Regions from separate parts of the Sus scrofa genome. Here region 2 is linked to region 1. A link is a contact called in public HiChIP or PLAC-seq data. All regions are on one chromosome and are shown on one strand. The core of a region is the stretch at or near the end of the contact, and the rest is flanking DNA. Distances in the headings are between cores, read along the strand shown.

What was found. HiChIP or PLAC-seq counts read pairs in DNA pulled down with a chosen protein or histone mark.
Region 2: an H3K27ac HiChIP or PLAC-seq map of alveolar macrophages shows a contact between it and region 1. The contact joins two enhancer-like sites. A contact is called at or near these places in 2 of 2 datasets of contacts at active chromatin or transcription factors (alveolar macrophages and skeletal muscle).

The regions. Positions count from the first base shown.
Region 1 is chr7:4,202,619-4,206,743 of Sscrofa11.1, reverse strand. No RefSeq gene overlaps it. Among named protein-coding and RNA genes, the nearest start is that of LY86, 97 kb to the right of the region's middle. Within about 2 kb of position 2,358, at least 34 of the 83 cell types and tissues checked have an H3K27ac peak or open chromatin away from gene starts, as enhancers often do. A contact at or near this core is called in alveolar macrophages and skeletal muscle, where this site is marked.
Region 2 is chr7:4,546,504-4,550,628 of Sscrofa11.1, reverse strand. All of the region lies in intron 1 of RREB1 (ras-responsive element-binding protein 1), which reads right to left. Among named protein-coding and RNA genes, the nearest start is that of RREB1, 36 kb to the right of the region's middle. Within about 2 kb of position 1,773, at least 37 of the 83 cell types and tissues checked have an H3K27ac peak or open chromatin away from gene starts, as enhancers often do. A contact at or near this core is called in alveolar macrophages and skeletal muscle, where this site is marked.

The DNA.
Region 1 (4,125 bases), core at 1,109-3,608:
AGCAGGCTGCCCCGTTGTTCTGTGCAGCACACCTCTGCCCTCAGGATGGCCTGGCAGGGAGCAGGCAGCGGGAACCCCGGGCCTCACAACGCCCACATCCAGCAGCAAGAGGCCAGGGCAGGCGTCCCCGTCTCCCCCTTCCCACTTATACTCTGGGTTCCCACACACTGCAGAGGGCGACAGGCGGGCACTTAGACCAGAGCAGGGTAGTCAAAGGGGCCAAAGACTTGGCCGGAAGAGAGCGCAGGGGATGCTGGACTTTAAGACCCGTTCAGGAGATAGAAGTCGAAGCCTCTGGCCAAGACAAGAATGACCAGACCGTATCATCGCCCCACTGGCTCATTGTCTCACTGTAATGTCCCCTCCGCCACCTGGAGCAGCCTGTCCCCCCTTCCTACCCCTGCTGGGAAGGGAGTTTCCTGGCGGCTCAGTGGGTTGAGGATTCAGTGTTGTCACCGCTGTGGCTCCATTAGATCCCCGACCTGGGAACTTCCGCAGGCCATGGGCGTGGTCCCCAAAATGCGAAGGACCCAGAAGCCACGTGGCTCTCACATGTGGCTCCTCCCTCAGCCCCATCTGTTTAATGAGAGGCTGACCGCTGGTGCTCTGGCCCAAAGCTGCAGAGGCGTCAAGGGGCTGAGGGATCCTTGGGAGTTCCCAGCGCTCTGGTCTGTGGCGCCTCCTGCTCTTTTTCCTCCGTGGTCCCTACGTGTCTCAGGCGGACGCAGCAGATGGAGTCTCTAACTCTGCTGAGTGTGCTGGGTGTTGGGTCAGAGGCTGCTGCGGGGCAACAGTCCCAGTCTTGGGACGTGGAAAACATGATGCCTTAAGCTGAGAACTGGAGGCTTGTCTCTGAAAAGAGAAAGAGCCCATTCCTGGGAGATGGCTTGACCTTTTTAGTGACCGCCCGCTGTGGGGACCACCTCCTGGTCACAGGGCGCCGCTGGCTTCCCAGGTTCGGCTGGTGCACCAGCTCCGGATTCCACGCAGCTGCCCACTCTGCTCCGGCGGTGGGCTTGTCCCCAAAGAGGGACGCTGGCTCAGCCTTTTCTAGACTCCGAGGGCTGCTCGCCCCAGGGAATTAATGGCTGTCTTTTGAAAATGGTTTTCCTTTCTTCTTTCTCACCTCATTATTTTATTTACTTTCAACCATATGCAAAATGTCTTTCTGAAAGAAGACAAAGCCCAGAATCCAGGGATCTGTTTTCAGCAGAGTGGGTTCCCCCCACCCCGCCCCGGTCACTCCCATGTGCTCTGCTTCATCTCTCCCGAGATGCACGCAAGCCCTGTGTGTCACAGGTGGCGGCTGGGGGCAACCAGGCAGGGCAGGAAGTGGCAGACAGAGGATGCTTCCCTGCTGCTGTGCAGCTGTTTGCAAACCACCTCCCCAGGCCGGCCTCCTGCAGCTGGACCTGGTGGCGTGCAGTTATGCAGCACTGCGCTGCTACAGACAGATGCCAGGACCCGTGCAAACTCCCCAGAGCACACGCCGCAATGAACAGGAGAAGCCCTTCCTTCCCTCCGCACCCAGGTCCTGGCGTTGCTTGCTGACCCAGCACATCCACATTAGCTGCATCTTCATGACAGCGTTTTCAGACAGGGGTGGGTGTCACGGGTGCTTTCATTAAGCTGATCTCAGCATGTCGTTGTCCCCGGTCCTGCATGAGGCCCAGGGCTTCCTCTGCGGGCGCAGGATGGCCATTGATTCCTCCAAGAGGCAGTGAGGAAGTTAACAACGCGGAAGGTCACCGCTCAGCCTTCCTGCCCCATCTCCTCGCCCTGCTGGCTCTATTTTTATTTGGAGAGACAGCACAATGCTTTGGTGGAGGGTGAGGGCCTGGGAGAGTCATTTTCAGGGGGAAGAGGTGGGGATGCTGGCCCAAGAAAAACGTGATGCTCTACCTGCTTTTGTTGATCTGGGCTCTTTCTATTGTGGCTCAAACAGTTGGAAGCTCAGAACCCCTTAGGAGGAACCGGTTTGCTTTAATGGTGTAAAACTGGACCCGCAACAACCCGCCCCCTGTCTGGTCTGGGTTGGAGGCCAAGCCAGCTGTAAAAGACGATCTGTGGGGGGGATAACTGCGATGCCACAGCCCCTGGTGGCCTTGGAATGGCGCTGGTCCAGTCCTGGCTCTTGCACGCTCGGTGGCTGTGCACTTCTGCACGCCTCGCAGCATCTCCCGGAAAGAAAACACACTCGGCCGCCAGGTCTGGCCTGTCTCTCCTTTCAAGTCGTTTCCAGGCCTCTGCTTTGGCGCCCTTTCGCTCCCTGCCGCCCACCGCTGCCCGGGTGTGCACAGCCCCGGGACACACACGCTCTGGTGCGTTTCCCCAGGAGGCTGTGTGGGCGGGGCTGGCCAGGCGTTTCCTCTGCGACGTCCCTGCTGCCCTCAAGCCCCAGATCCCTCTTCTTGGCCCTTCGCTCATTTCCCAACAGAGTTCCAAACTTAGAACTAAATTCAGATCAGCAAAGAGCATGCGTGAGGGAGGGGCTATGCTAATCAGGCTGGAGCCCCAGACCCGGAGCCCGACCCCATTGGTTGTCGGGGCGGCCCTTCCCCCACTCCCTGGCTGCCCCCCCCCATCTGGGTGAGCTGGGACCGCAAAGGGCCTGGTCCTGTGTCTTTCAACACTCTCACCACAGTTATCACAACCCAGAAGAGTTCGGATGGCCCCACAGCGCCTGCCTGCTGTGGGCACGGGGGGGGGGGGGGGGGAATGGAAGAACCTGTGCCCCCAGGAGGTGGTACAAGTTGAAGACATAGTTAGGTTCCCGATAAAGGTTCAGACTGATGCACACGTGACCAGTTTACAGGATTTTCACAGGGATCCAGCAATTACCAGTGTGTAAGCCTCTGCTGGGTGGGTAACAGGGGATGAAGGATAGAGCGGGCGGGACGAACTGGGTATTACTGGGACCAATATGGAAAATTCTGGAAAAAAGCATCCCTTGACCATTCTGCCTCTCTGGGCGCAGGCCTCCGGAGGGCCTCTCTTACTGTCCTGGGTCTTGCAGCTGGCCTGTCCCGTTCCTCTCTCCCCTTTGACCATCTTTGTGCCACCCGATCCAGCCTCACACACACTTTTTCTACCTCACGGATCTCCAGTTTTCTTCTGCCGCTAACAGTTTTTCTTCTCTCACGGGCTGTGCCTGAGCCAGTGTGGACCATTGCTAAAGCTCAGCGGGACGAAGGAAGAAGCAGCCATGGGGTTATGCCCTTCCACGCCGCCGTGCCCCCCGCGTGCCCAGCTGCCTCCCCTCGCACGTGCTTGAGAAGCAGCTGCTGAGGAGGGAGGCGGAGGGCTGGCCAGGGCGGGGGCCCTGCTTCCACTCTGGGGTCTGGGGACCTCTGCTTGCCAGTTCTCGTGACATAAGTGGTGACAGACCCCGGCATTTCGATGCCACTCTGTGAGAAGATTTATAGTGTTTTCTGGGATGAATCATAGCTCACCGTGTTTCTTCGTCATGTAGCTACAGAAGCTGGATTTTTTTTTCTTTAATATTCATGAACAAGGTTTGAAGGGTTTTTGTCTTTTGTTTACCCCTCTTTTTAGGGCCAAATCTGCAGCATATGGAGGTTCCCAGGCTAAGGGTAAAATCGGAGCTGTAGCTGCTGGTCTACACCACAGCCGCAGCAAGGTAGGATCGAGCCACATCTGGGACCTACACCACAGCTCAGGGCACTGCTGGATCCTTCACCCACCGAATGAGGTCAGGGATCCAACCAGCCTCCTCAAGGATACTAGTCAGGTTCGTAACCTCAGAGCCGCAATGGGAATTCCTGATTTGAGGGCTCTGTTTGTTTTGTTTTCGGAAACAAGTAAGAATGGGTGATTTTAAAAATATACGTATGAGGCATTTTGAGGAGTCCTCCATACCCAGACTAAGACATTTAGGTGTTAAGGGCAGTGTGCAGTGAAAAGTCATTCTTCCCTCCAGCCCTGGGGTGGGTGTTCCCTGTTTTCTTCTCAAAATGGTCTTGAAGAAATGGGAGAGTTGCTGCTTTAGGGGAGCAGCCACCAGACCAAGGGCTCTTTCTTGTGACCGCCTAGCAGGGGCCGGCGTCCAGAAAAGCCTCACTGCAGGACAGCGACTGTGCACAACTGAAGTGGTTGCCCTGCTGC
Region 2 (4,125 bases), core at 524-3,023, 340 kb before region 1:
GTCCTCTCTGATCCCTACTTTAAAAACTCCAATTTTTGTGTATTATTTCGATTAAAAACATGGCAATCACATTAGGAACGCAGAGGAACAAGCCAGTAATGGTATTGGAACATCGTTTGAATCTGTTCGTGAATCACTTTTTTTTCCTGCAAATCTGGTGAAAATAAATCATATTTTGGTATCTGGACACACGGGAAGGTTGATTTGACACATCAGGTTAACCCACTAAGCAGCTGCACATCACGGGGGGGGGGGTGCGGGTGGGAAGCATGGAGAACTTAATTTTCCATGTAAAACTCCTGCGTCTAAATCATTCTAAAGTATCTCTCAAACTTCCCCATCTCTGAAGCAGAGCCTGGTGAATCAACATATGATTAATCTAACCTTTTTGGGCGATGACTCAGGGTCACTACAATGAACAACTATTACACAAGGTGCCTTCGCAAACGACCGTGCCAGCCTCCCCGTTCGGCCCTGCTCCCGCGCCACAAGGCCGCAGTCGGCCATGCTGGGGTTTTTTTAGCTGAAATCTGTACTGCGGGCGTGTGGACCCACATGCAGTCATAAGCAGTAACACGGAAGGCTCCTCGGCTCTCTTAGCCCGGGGTCCCCGGGGGGGAAACAGCCACGCCGTGGGACTCTTCCCGCTCATGCCTGACATTCTCTCTTGCTGCTCTCAGTGCGTCTCCTTCCGACGGCTGTTCTCCAGCCACACGCGCCCCCCCTCCGCCCGCCCCTCACCAATTCTGACCCCTAATTTCTTGTTGAAAACGGGAGACGAGGTGGTCAGGGCCATACCTACAGGGAGAATGATGGAGCTCTAGTGTGGGCCTGAAAGGACCATCGTGAGTCAAGGGTAGAAGCGACTTCCCATACCCGACTGGCTTCTGAAGCTTGATTTTGCTGCCCTCCCCGCCAACACACACACACACCCCCTGCTGGTTCTCTGTCACTCACATGCTAAATATTCGGGACCTGAGAATGCCAAATAAGTGACCTCCACCTAAGTGATATACGACTTTTGAGTCAACCGAATACTAGCTAAGCAAGCGCTGTTTCCATAACTGGTAGCTGGTACTCCGGCAGTACCCGAGCTCTTACTCTGAACATTATCTACCAAGCACTGTTAACAGCTTGCGATGAAATACACAGCCTGAAAAAAGAAAAAAAAAAAAAAAAAAAAAAGTCCATTTCTTTTTTCTGGACTCTCTGATATTTTAAAGGAAGTAGGAAGTTTTAACTTTGTACTACTTGGAACAATTCAGTTACGTAAGTTAAAGACATAAGGTTTTTAAAAAGATAAAGCGCATAATGAACGTGCTTTAGAGACTTCAGTAAATAAGAAAACTGTCACTTTGTTCTTCAGCTGCATTAGGAACTTCTCACACAAAGAGGCTTGATGGAGGCAGACAGAAAGGGGCTTATCAGCTTAAGAAACGGGAAGGATGGTACAATTAGCTGTCACACAGTCAGATATAATTCAGAACTCGGACGAGGCCAGGGAAAGAAAACCCGGCAAGGAAGGTGCCCATCTGCTCTTTCCCTAACACCCACATACATCCCAGCGGGGCACACCACCTTTTCTCCAGGGTTATTGATACATGCGGCCTGAGAAGAAACGCAACAGCCTGTGGAGGCAGGAGGAGAGGAAGGAAAATAAGAGACGGAAAAGGAAGAAGTCTCTTATCTGAACCACAAGTGCCTCCCGCTGCTCACTCCAACAAGCTGAAGTGCTAGATCCTAGGTATTTGGGTGGGAGGGACCAACTGACCCAGCCCTGCCAAGTGCAAAAGGGCCGCCCCCGGTTCTGCGGAAAGCTGACGCCCTAGCCGGGCACAGCACAGCGAAGGTGAAGTGGCTTGGGGGGAGGCTCGGGAGGGTGTGGGGACGTGGGGTGCGAGAAAGCAGCTTCTCCACCGGCCCCCACAGTATCTGCTGCCCTCACAGTGCGAAAAGATGCTCCAAACCCAAGCAGCTGAGGACAGGGGACCATGAAATGCGAAACGTGTGTGGGGTGAAGGAGCCGAAGAAAAACAGGGGTTTGATTCTAAAACAGATGTACCAAGAGAATCCAGTCTCCTCACGGGACAAGATGGTTTCCTGAGCTTTCGCAGGGCCAGACACACTGGGATCAGAAACATGTTTCGAGCAGCGTGAAGACGGAAAGAAAAAAGGCCCCTCTCCCTCCTCCCTCCAAAAGTGAAAAAAGACAGCGCGGGCCACACACCAGAAATAGCCGAGGCAGCTTCTAAGCGCCAGGATCTGTGCATCAGGAGCGGCTCCCCTGCAGCGCGTGTTATAGCGAGCTCCAGCCTGACTATATATGGTATGTTTACGGAGGCTCAGACACAAACACCACGCAGAACTGATGGCAGACCAGGCCTGGCTCTTAGAGAGCTCGGCTTCTCCGCGTTTACGGCCACGAGATAGCCCCTACGTCCAAGAAGACTCCGGAGGCTTCCAGAAGCATCCTCTCACACTCACTGGCAGGGACTCCCCCTCGCTGCCCTCCACGTCCCCATCCCGACCTCGCCACCCCCACCCCCCGCCGTCCTCCCCCCAGGCCGTCCACCCCGCAGGCCCACAGAGGCATAAATGCACACTCAAGAATGTCTCTTTGAATGGGGCCTATGTTACATGACCAAGGGCACAGACCTGGGTTTCTCCAGAAACAGCTGGCAAGGCTGAGGCCTCTCAGCACAGCCTCCTCTTTGCCACAAAGTATTTTCATCACATCAAATGTCTTGCCCAGAGAGGGAAAGCCAGACACTGAAGTGGGGAGGGGGAGGGGAGCAGGGCTAATGGGAAGATGTTTGAACGTCCTGGGAGAGGAGCAGGGGGTCGGAGGAGGAAGGAGAGAGAAGGAAAGGGGGGAGAGGAGCAGAGGGGGAGGCTGCCCCACTGGCTTTAACAGTCTTGCCCAACCTGTTCTGCGGTGCGCTGGCTCGGTTAACTCCTTTCTGGCAAACGGATGCACACAGCAAGCCTTTCTTCTTCTTTCTGCCACAGCCCGGCTGCAGATGAAGGCCGACGTGAAGGCCTTAAATCCCAAAGAAAAGGGCTAAAGCCATGCCTGACTGGACTTGAACCCATCATCGGTACCAGGCAGTGGGAGACCTTCACTGGCGGCCCGCAGGCCGCCTGCTCTACCACCCTCCCAGGCCCCTGCACCTCCCGACTCCCCCCTGGCAAAGAGGGAAATGGAGGTTGGGTGCTGCCAACAGCTAAGTGGAGGTGAGGGTGAGTGAGGCCCAGTTTTCAGCCACTGGAACTAAGCACTCTGCCAGAAGGCAGCGAAAGTTGGTTTTCCTTCTTGTTGCTTTCTGCTTGACGTGAGGCATTTATGGGGTTAACAGAGAGCTGCAGACCAGAATTTACCTGCTTAGCAACAGAAGCATCAACTAAGCCACATTGGTTGTTTTGACACAGGAAAAGCAGTTTCTACCTGGTGAAAATACCTGGTGATGTTTCAGTTGCCACTTCAAGCAACACACATATTAATCACAGGAGAAGGGCCGTCAGGAGACCACGGAAAAGGGAGAACAGTCCAAAGAGCTGCCCCTGCTCAGAGGTGCAGACCACGAGCGAGCATGGAATCGCTGGACCAAGGAAGGAACACGTGCTCTAAAAGTTAGGAGCAGACTCCAGGTGGAGAAACAGCTCCTGGAAACCCCAAAACCTGGGGTGACCTTCCCCTTAACTGGTCTGCAGCTGCTTAGTCAGTCTTTTTACCTCGACCTTCAAGCCTCTTCACAAAGAGACAGATTTGAAAAGGAAAGCACGTCATCTCACAAATGATTAGACCTTCTTCTTCTTTTTTTTTTTTTGTCTTTTTGCCATTTCTTGAGCTGCTCCCTCGGCATATGGAGGTTCCCGGGATAGGGGTCTAATCGGAGCTGTAGCCATCGGCCTACACCACAGTCACAGCAACTCGGGATCTGAGCCGTGTCTGCGACCGACACCACAGCTCACGGCAACGCCGGATCCTTAACCCACTGAGCAAGGCCAGGGAGCGAATCCACAACCTCATGGTTCCTAGTCGGATTCGTTAACCACTGAGCCATGACAGGAACTCCTAGACTTTCTTCTTCAAACATACCTGCAGGTCTCGATTTTAACAAAACT